Linked DNA regions of Pelodiscus sinensis: region 1 is linked to region 2. A link is a contact called in public Hi-C data. All regions are on one chromosome and are shown on one strand. The core of a region is the stretch at or near the end of the contact, and the rest is flanking DNA. Distances in the headings are between cores, read along the strand shown.

What was found. A called contact is a pair of places that touch in the nucleus more often than the background predicts.
Region 1: a contact with region 2 is called in a Hi-C map of blood, with 2.6 times the contacts expected there. The contact joins the promoter of SREBF1 here to the promoter of ATPAF2 in region 2. A contact is called at or near these places in 4 of 5 Hi-C or Micro-C datasets (blood, liver and an unstated tissue).

Annotation. Positions count from the first base shown.
Region 1 is chr16:33,272,187-33,276,411 of ASM4963464v1, forward strand. SREBF1 (sterol regulatory element binding transcription factor 1) reads left to right here and starts at 1,266. Exons shown (of 19, transcript XM_075899746.1): 1 at 1,266-1,651. The coding sequence starts at 1,546.
Region 2 is chr16:33,124,700-33,129,113 of ASM4963464v1, forward strand. ATPAF2 (ATP synthase mitochondrial F1 complex assembly factor 2) reads left to right here and starts at 2,508. Exons shown (of 9, transcript XM_075899741.1): 1 at 2,508-2,665; 2 at 3,261-3,407. The coding sequence starts at 3,278. It overlaps GID4 (GID complex subunit 4 homolog), which reads right to left and starts at 2,432. Exons shown (of 6, transcript XM_075899743.1): 1 at 2,115-2,432. The coding sequence starts at 2,303.

The DNA.
Region 1 (4,225 bases), core at 16-2,515, 150 kb after region 2:
GGATATAAACTCAACTTTGGCAGCTTTGCCCCAGACTCCTAATCTTATTAGATGATTACACCATGGTAACCACACCCCAAAATCACACCCCCGGGGACTTCAAGGCAGTTGCCCTTTCCCTGTTCATCACCACCTCTTGCTTCAGAACAAGTTCAGTTCTTGCTAGTCAGTGTAGCTGAGCTTTGAAATCTGCAGAATCTCTCAGCTGAGCATTGCAGAGACTAATTGTGCTGTCTTCCTGGCCTGTTCCCTCCATTAATTCAGCCTCGGATCGGTGACAACACAAGATATTTCTCTGAGATTTGGGGCCAGCTAGGTGGCACTCTCCCTAATCCTCCTCTCTCAGGCATCTGGAGCGGGGTAGCCCCTCTCTTTCTATCCTCCCACTTGTTCAGACTGCTAGCTGTAGGCGAGCGGGGAGTTGTAGTAGCAAATCATGCTGCAGAGCTGTGCAAAAATCTAGGGTTAGGTTGCCACTCTGCAATCGATCTCTCTTGGAGTGCTGCACATGGCAAACATAAATAGTCCCCAAAAGGCAGGCCTGGCTAGGGGCGGGTTTACTTTCTTCTGGGTCTGCCTCCCCCACGCAGCTCTAGCTAAACCTGATACAAACACACCCTAGACTAGGGTGAGTGGGAAAAGGCCAAGCCATGGCTCCAGGCTCACGCAGTGATCAGCCCGGCTTCCCACTCTGCCTCGAGGAGTGGGTTGTCCAGGCTGGCTGTCAAACAGAAGCGGGAGGCTGCGGCGGCAGGGTCCGCGCGCAGCTAAAACCCGGGGGGCTCTTTGCTGTGGATTCCAGGGGTACATCGGTATAGGGTGGGGGGGGGCGCTCGCATTCCCCCCTTTCGGAGCCGCTCTCCGCTGCAGTCACAGATTAGCTGGAGTCTTAGGGCGGCGCGGTGCGCTACCCGCAACGTGTCTCACTGCAGGGCGCGCTGGTGTGGGGGGGGTCATTTTAGCCCCCCCGGAAAGAAATGCACCAGCGCGCCTGTGACACCAGATCCCGGGAGCGCTGGGTCCCCGCGCCAAGGGGAGACCCCGCTTGTCTCCGTCGGCGGGACACGCGGCCGCCCCCTCCCGGGAAAGTCCTGCCCGTTGCAGCTCCAATCCGCGGCAGGGGAGAGGGGACCCCCGCGCCTGCCCCTCTCCGCGCCGCGGGCTCCCCTGACTCAGCCTCCAGGCTCAGCCCCCCCTGCCCTGCAAGGCTGTGGCTGTCAATCAGGCAGAGGGGGTGGGGCCAGCAGATGGGGCTCCACCCCTCCCTGCCCTCCCCGGTAGCAGCAGGTTTGAAGCACAGTTCCATTGAGCAACTTTTTTTCCCCCTCCCCAGCTATGGAGGTGGGGGCTGCCGGCAGGCTGCGGCCGCTGCCCAGAAGTTGGGTTGCTCCTGTGGGCTGCTGAGTGGCTCGTGTCCATGGACTCCTCCGGGGGAAGGATTTGTTAGCAGGAAAAAGAAAAGGGGGGGAAGCCCCTAGAGCCCAGCAGCAGCCTCCAACGTGACCCCCCCCCCGGCAGGGGGGACACGACCCTGCAGGCCGGACAATGACCAGCCTCTCCTTTGAGGACACGTCCCTGGACAGCCTGGACCCTTCCTTGACTCTGCAGGAATCCAGCGAAATAGACACAGCCCTGCTGAGCGACATCGATGGTGGGTAGCGGCCGGGCACCGGGCAGCTGCCCCCACGGGGAGCAGGCGTGGGGAAGCGGGGCAGGGGACAGCTGGGTCCGGCTCAAGTCCTTGCTAAATGGCAGCTCGGCCACGGGTCTGCGGGCAGCGGGGGTGAATGTTCCTGATGTCCAGGCACTTGTGAACCCGCCTGGCTTAGGGGGGAAGGGCGCTGGGCTTTTTTCCAAGGCTCTTTACCCTTCAACATCAAGGGGGAGGAGGGGTTATTTGCTGCCCCCCTCCGTGCTGCATCTGTCAGGGGCTCGGCCCCTTCCCATCCTCCGGCGCTGTGGCTGAGCTCCGGGCCGTGCAGCCGCTCGTGTTGCCCACGTGTGTGCGAGAGGGGCGCGCTCTGCAGGCGGGCGGCATCTCGGGGTGCTCTCCGGGTTGGTGCATGGCTGGGGGGGGGGGAGTTTCCGTTCTCGCGGGGGGGGGCTGTCCCCACACTGCCCCTAGGTGGGGGGTCACTACTCGCTGAGGATTTTGCTTGGCCCCTGCCAGGGGGTGCAGGGAAGCCAGCGCCACTAAGAAGGGACCAGCCCGGCGCTGCTCCGGGCTCTGGCTCCACGCCCGCTGCTGAGTTGTTGCCCCAAGCCCCGCCCCTTGGCTCCCCCGGGGCCCTGACGTCAGCGGGAGGGTTACTCTCGGTCATTTCCCTCTTGCCGGGGAGAGTTCAGCCGCGAGCGGGCGGCGGAGGGGGCGTGGCCTTGGCCTTGGCCTGCTGGAGAACAGGGCCCCCAGTGCAGCAGGGAGCGCCCAGCAGGGGCCAAGCCAGACCTCCTGGCCCTGGGCATCTGCTCATTCCCCAGCCCCTTTGCCTGAGCTGCCTGGGGCAGAGCGGAGGAGCCTGGCTTGGAAATGCTGCTTGGGGCAGAGCGGAGGAGCCTGGCTTGGAAATGCTGCTTGCCCTGCACCCGGCTCCTTGCAAGGGGGGTGCTGCTTGCAGCCTGCGGGCCCTGGTGAAACCGTAGCAGCCTCTGCAGCGGGTCAGGCTGCCCCAGGGTCTCCGCCAGAGTCTGTCGCAGGGATCTTACTTATTTCCATACTGGCCAAGGACTAGCTAGGCACATTCCCCTCCTGAGCTGCGGCTCTCCTGGCTAGGTCTGTGCCTGGATTGGACTTTATTTTGTGCCATTTTTGATGCCCAAGGACAGTGGGGATGAAGGGGCCCATTTAGAAAGGAGGAAATCCCCCAAGTATCCATAGGAGGGTGGGAAGACCGGTTCTAGACCCTGGTCAGGTCCCTGGGAGACATTCAAGTGAGTTTGGGTCAGGCCCTAAGTGAGCTTGGTTTAACAGAGGTGACATCTGCATCCTGCTGCGCACTCAACCCGTCCTTTCTGACATTCGTCTGTCCATGACTTCCGCTACATACATTCTGGTTTCATGGATGACCTGAAGCCAGTCCAGTTCGGATCCAGCAGGTGCTGCCTGCCTCGCTAGTCAGAGGGTGCCTTTTGAGGCTCACATGTGGCAAAGCTAGTGGCGCATGGGAGACTGTTAGGATGGCTAACTGTGGAGCAAGGCATGCATACACCTATTGGATTTGTCAGCTGGGTTTAAAAGTGGCGGAAGGTGATTTCTTTTTCTGCCGTCTCAAATTAAAAGCAAACAAACTGGAAAATAACCTGCCAAGAGGGTGCTTTCATGGAGCAGTTGAAGGCAGGAGGAGATCAATGGCAGGGAGCTGAAAATGGATGGATTCAAAGTGAAGAGAAGGGACACATTTTTAACAGAGAGTTTAACTGACCATTGGAACAGCTGACCAAGGGAAATGGGCTGTCTGTCATTTGACATCAGAATTCTCTGTTGGACTTTTGCCATCAACATCAGTAGGGTGCGGGCTTCTCTCTTTAAATCCAGAACAGATGTCTTTCCAAAAGAAAAAAACAAGGTCCTGTGGTACATTAAAGGCTTACACAGATATTAGGGAAGGGGGCTGCAGCTCACGAAAGCTTATGCCCTCATAAATGTGTGGGTCTTTTAAGTTGCCACAGGACTCCTCTTTGTTTTGGCTGAAACAGACTAACACGGCTTCCCCTCTGAAACTTTCCAAAAGACACGTTCTCTTCAACCACAAGTGAATGGGCTTGGTGCAAGAATCTTAGCATGGAGTTGACCCACCTGTGTTGTGCTGGAGGTCAGGGTAGATGGTCACAAGGATCCCTCTGAGCATTAAAACTGATGGAAAAGTGATGGGTAAATGTAAGCTGAAACCTGTGTGGTTGGTCACTTGAGCAGAAGATTGCTCAGAGTTAAGGCTGTTCCTGTGGCTTTGCCCAGCATGTAGTTTGTATTCTCTGATGCAATAATAAAGAACAATACATTAAGGGTTACTATTAACCGAGGGAAAGAAGGTAGTGGGGTGGGGGAAGCTAATGTGGCAGTTTTAAGGTTGCTCTGGCAATATTAATTCCTCTCATCGGCCTTCTGGAGGGTTACTAGAACAGCTTCATGATGCAATCCTGCTGGATTTTTACACAGCCTATCCTTGAGAAGATTAGCAAAAGGCAGCTATGTTATTGAATATGTGGACTGTGCAGCTGAGAGCCAGAG
Region 2 (4,414 bases), core at 1,258-3,757:
TGGGAAGAAGACTCAAGCTAGTTTCATTCACTTACTCTGTTCTACTCCCACTGCTCCAGGAAGGGGCAATTTGGGCTGTAGGCCTGATGGGTCCCTAGAAAGGTGTCACCTACCTTGCCCAGATCAGAGATTGTTTTTCTCTGTTATACAGCTACTCTTGAGTTTCAGATCCAAATTGGGGGCAAAGGGTGTTCTGGGGAAGGGGATCCACCCACATCACCTGCCCCTCGCAAGTGCTGCTGGGCCAGGGTACATCTGGAGTCATGAAGGCCTTCCCTGGGTAGGAAGGGTCCCTAACCTCCCCTGGACAGCCACCTCACAGACCCAGCCTGTGCTATTTGGTCTGGGGTCCCCACCTGATCTCTGAAGATGAAGTTCCCTAGAAGTGGGGGACCCAAAACAAAGGTCTTAGGAGCAGTAGGTCCCAATTTGAGGGAAGGGGTGCCTTAGGAATGGAGAAATCACATGAGGGGATGTTATGGGGTCAACATGGATACATAAAGGAAGGCAGTCCTTGTGGACATCTCAGGGACCAAGGACCCAATCTGAGAAAGAAAGATGCTTTAAAATAAAATATTGCATGTACCGATGTTGGTTCTTGATCTCTGTGAAATGGGGGAATTAGGGAAAGAAATCTCTATGGAGTAGTCATTGGAGGAGAGTTCTCAGGGGGCCTGTGAGTGCCTGGGTTGCACAGAAGTCCATGCTCTGCTGGTCAGAGGTCCTCCAAAGAAGGCCGCAGTGGGGCAGGAAGTGAACAGAAGAATCCCCAAGAGGTGCTCTAGGAGAATAGGGGGATCTCAAGAGAAAGGACCCTAAAAGATGAGACATGGGGTACTGGGGGAATCGGCGGGCGGGGGGGGGGGGTAGGTGCTGCTCAGGAGGTCCCTGGGAGACAGTCTAGGGTAGAGTGAGAGGGAAGATGCTAGAGGTGCTCTAGGAGGAGGCTGCTGGGAGAGCAGCAGAGGATGCTCTCGAGGGAAGTCCCACTAGGAAGACCCCAGCAGCAGACAGGGACAAACTAGGAAGTCCCCAAATGACGGCACTCTAGGGGGTGTCCCTGGGGGAGGACCCCAGGAGAGGTGCAGGGGAGCACTGGGGGGGGAGGGTGCCTCACAGCAGAGAGAAGCGCTCAGGTGGATTCCTCTAAAGGGAGAGACACTTGGGGATGGATCACTCATAGGAGAGCCCCAGGAAGGGCTACAGGGTGGTGGTGGAAGGGTTCCCTCAAGACGAGGGACGCTCAGGGGAGATGCCCCAAGGAGGAGAGATGCTGGGGGAGGGGGGTAGGAATCCCTGGTGGGAGAACTGCAGAAGGCGGCATCTTGGGACTGGAGGGGATGCCCTGGGGAGGGAGGGGCCCTTTGGGGAGGTCTCTGGGGGGACCCCAGAAAGGGAAGCAGGAGGGGGTGGCTCGAGGGGTGTCGGGGGGGAGGGGCGCTTTGGGGAGGTCTCTGGGGGGGCCCCAGAAAGGGAAGCAGGAGGGGGGGGCTCGAGGAGTGTCGGGGGGGAGGGGCGCTTTGGGGAGGTCTCTGGGGGGGCCCCAGAAAGGGAAGCAGGAGGGGGTGGCTCGAGAGGGGTGTCGGGGGGAGGGGCGCTTTGGGGAGGTCTCTGGGGGGGGCCCAGAAAGGGAAGCAGGAGGGGGTGGCTCGAGGGGTGTCGGGGGGGAGGGGCCCTTTGGGGAGGTCTCTGGGGGGGCCCCAGAAAGGGAAGCAGGAGGGGGTGGCTCGAGGGGTGTCGGGGGGGAGGGGCGCTTTGGGGAGGTCTCTGGGGGGGCCCAGAAAGGGAAGCAGGAGGGGGTGGCTCGAGAGGGGTGTCGGGGGGAGGGGCGCTTTGGGGAGGTCTCTGGGGGGGCCCCAGAAAGGGAAGCAGGAGGGGGGGGCTCGAGAGGGGTGTCGGGGGGAGGGGCGCTTTGGGGAGGTCTCTGGGGGGGCCCCAGAAAGGGAAGCAGGAGGGGGGGCTCGAGAGGGGTGTCGGGGGGAGGGGCGCTTTGGGGAGGTCTCTGGGGGGGATCCCGAGAGGGGAGAGATGTTGGGGGGGCGCCGGGAGGGGCTGTGGGGGTCCCGCCCGAGGGGGCGCTGGGGGACACGGGGGATGCCGGGGGGGGGCCGCACCTGCATCACCACCTCCACCTCGTAGGCGTTGCCCTTGCTGCGCTGCTGGCCGCGGAACTTGGCCCCGCTGTAGAGCAGGGAGGTGGCGACCCCGGGCTGCGCCGTGTTGATGGGGGGCGGCGGCACCAGGCTGGCGGCCCCGCGGCCCCGCGCTCCCCCCGGGCAGCAGCACTCGCTCCGCACCGGCATCTCGGGGGGGTCCCCGGGCGCCAGCGTGTCACGGGCTGCAGGGAGCCGGCCCGGCCGCCTTGCTGACCCGGGCGCTCGCCGGCTGCCCCCGCCGCCTACCTCAGGGCCTCCCGGCGACGCCTCCGCGCGCTCTGATTGGCCCAGCGGGCGTCGCGTCGGGCGGGGCGCCGTTCCCATTGGGCGATGGGCGTCACGTGGGGGCCGCGCTGGCTCCTGGGAATCGTTGTTTCTGTGAGGGCCTTGTGACAGGGCCCTCGGAGGGACAAAAAGCGTTTGTGATGCTGATTGGACGCTGGGCGAGCAAGATGGCGGCGCCCAGAGGCAGAGTGGCTGGGTAACCGGGCCGCGGCGGTGAGGTGGAGGCAGGTGGCTCGCAAGTCGCGTCCGTGCGGCCCCGTAGGGAGTGGGGCCCGGGTCTGTACAGTGGGCTCCGCGGGGGTCTGTCCTTCCCCTCCCGGTCCTATTTGTACCGGCAGGGGGCTCTGGGGGGGGGCGTGATCCCGGCAGGGGGCTCTTGGGGGGGGGGGGCGTGATCCCGGCAGGGGGCTCTGGGGGGGGGCGTGATCCCGGCAGGGGGCTCTTGGGGGGGGAGGGGCCGTGATCCCGGCAGGGGGCTCTTGGGGGGGGGAGGGGCCGTGATCCCGGCAGGGGGCTCTTGGGGGGGGGAGGGGCCGTGATCCCGGCAGGGGGCTCTTGGGGGGGGGAGGGGCCGTGATCCCGGCAGGGGGCTCTTGGGGGGGGGGCGTGATCCCGGCAGGGAACTTTTGGGGGAGGGGCCGTGATCCCGGCAGGGGGCTCTTGGGGGGGGGGCGTGATCCTGGCAGGGGGCTCTTGGGGGGGGGGCCGTGATCCCGGCAGGGAGCTCTTGGGGGGGGGGGGCTAGATGCTGGTAGGCCATCCCAAGGTGTTAGGCGCACCTGTATGTAACAAGTCCAGGCCGTTCCCATCTTGCTGTAGCTCACGGTCTCCCCAGAATGTGGCGCAGTTGCCAGCGGCTGTTCTACGCCGGGCTGCCTCAGGCTCCATGGCTGTGCCCAACACTTCCTGTTGGGGGCCCCAGTCTTTGGCTGCCGTGCATGGTACGGGCATACACGCCACCAACAGGTGAGGACAACGCTGGACAGCAGTCCTGCTGCATGCTCGGCAAATTTCAGCATGGTTATTTCCAATTGCAGGGATGTTTTTCAGTGGTGGAATTGACTAGTTGTAAAAGCCAGCTGTGACCACAGTTTATGAGAGGGATGTGATGCCCCGTCCCCCATTTACAGAGGAGAGCTCTGGTTTGTGGAATGGGCCCCAACTGAACATCTGAAACATCAAGCCCAACAACAAACATTTATTATGTGCAGAGGCAAAAGAAAATGACATCGCTGGCCCAGTGAGCTCAAAATCTAATGCCTCACGCCTCCTGCTGCCAGCATGTGAGCCTGCTGCTCTGCCTGCATACAGCCTCACTGAGTACCTGCAGTTCTATTTTAGGTACTGTTATGAGCTCAATCACCATGGCAGCTGAGTACCTCAAGTTCTTTAATCTACTCCTTCTCACAGCCCCCTTGTAGGGCTAAGCAGTGCTGTGATTTCCCACTTTATACAGGAGATGCGGAAGGACAGAAAACTGGAGGTCACACACAAAGTCTGTGGCAGAGCAGCAAATGAAACCTAGGTCTCCTGAGTCCCTTCACCCCAGTCCATCCTTCCTTAGTCGTAAAGTGGTGCTTTCAACATCTTTCCTCTGTGATTTCAATTGTTTGTATGAGGATGGTGAAATTTGATCCTTTGTTTCTCACAAACTAAGACTCTGAACTTGCAATGAAATGCACATCCTGGAGCCCCATTAAATCAGGACTTGAGGGGGTGAGGGTGTCTTGTTGCAGGATCAAGGCTGTGGGCGCATGCTTGAATAGCCTTAAAATATGGCATTCTTTAAGTCCCTTGATCCTGCAACTGTCTTGTTTCTAGGCAGTCTGCCTTAACTGGGACTCTGGAAACCCAGGGGCCCTGTGTGCACAGTAGATGTAGAAATGGAGCTGCAGTCCAGTAACAGTTGTTAACTCTAGAGATTATGTACATACACCTATGTTGTACTGCCAAGGCAAAGATTTGGAGAGGTT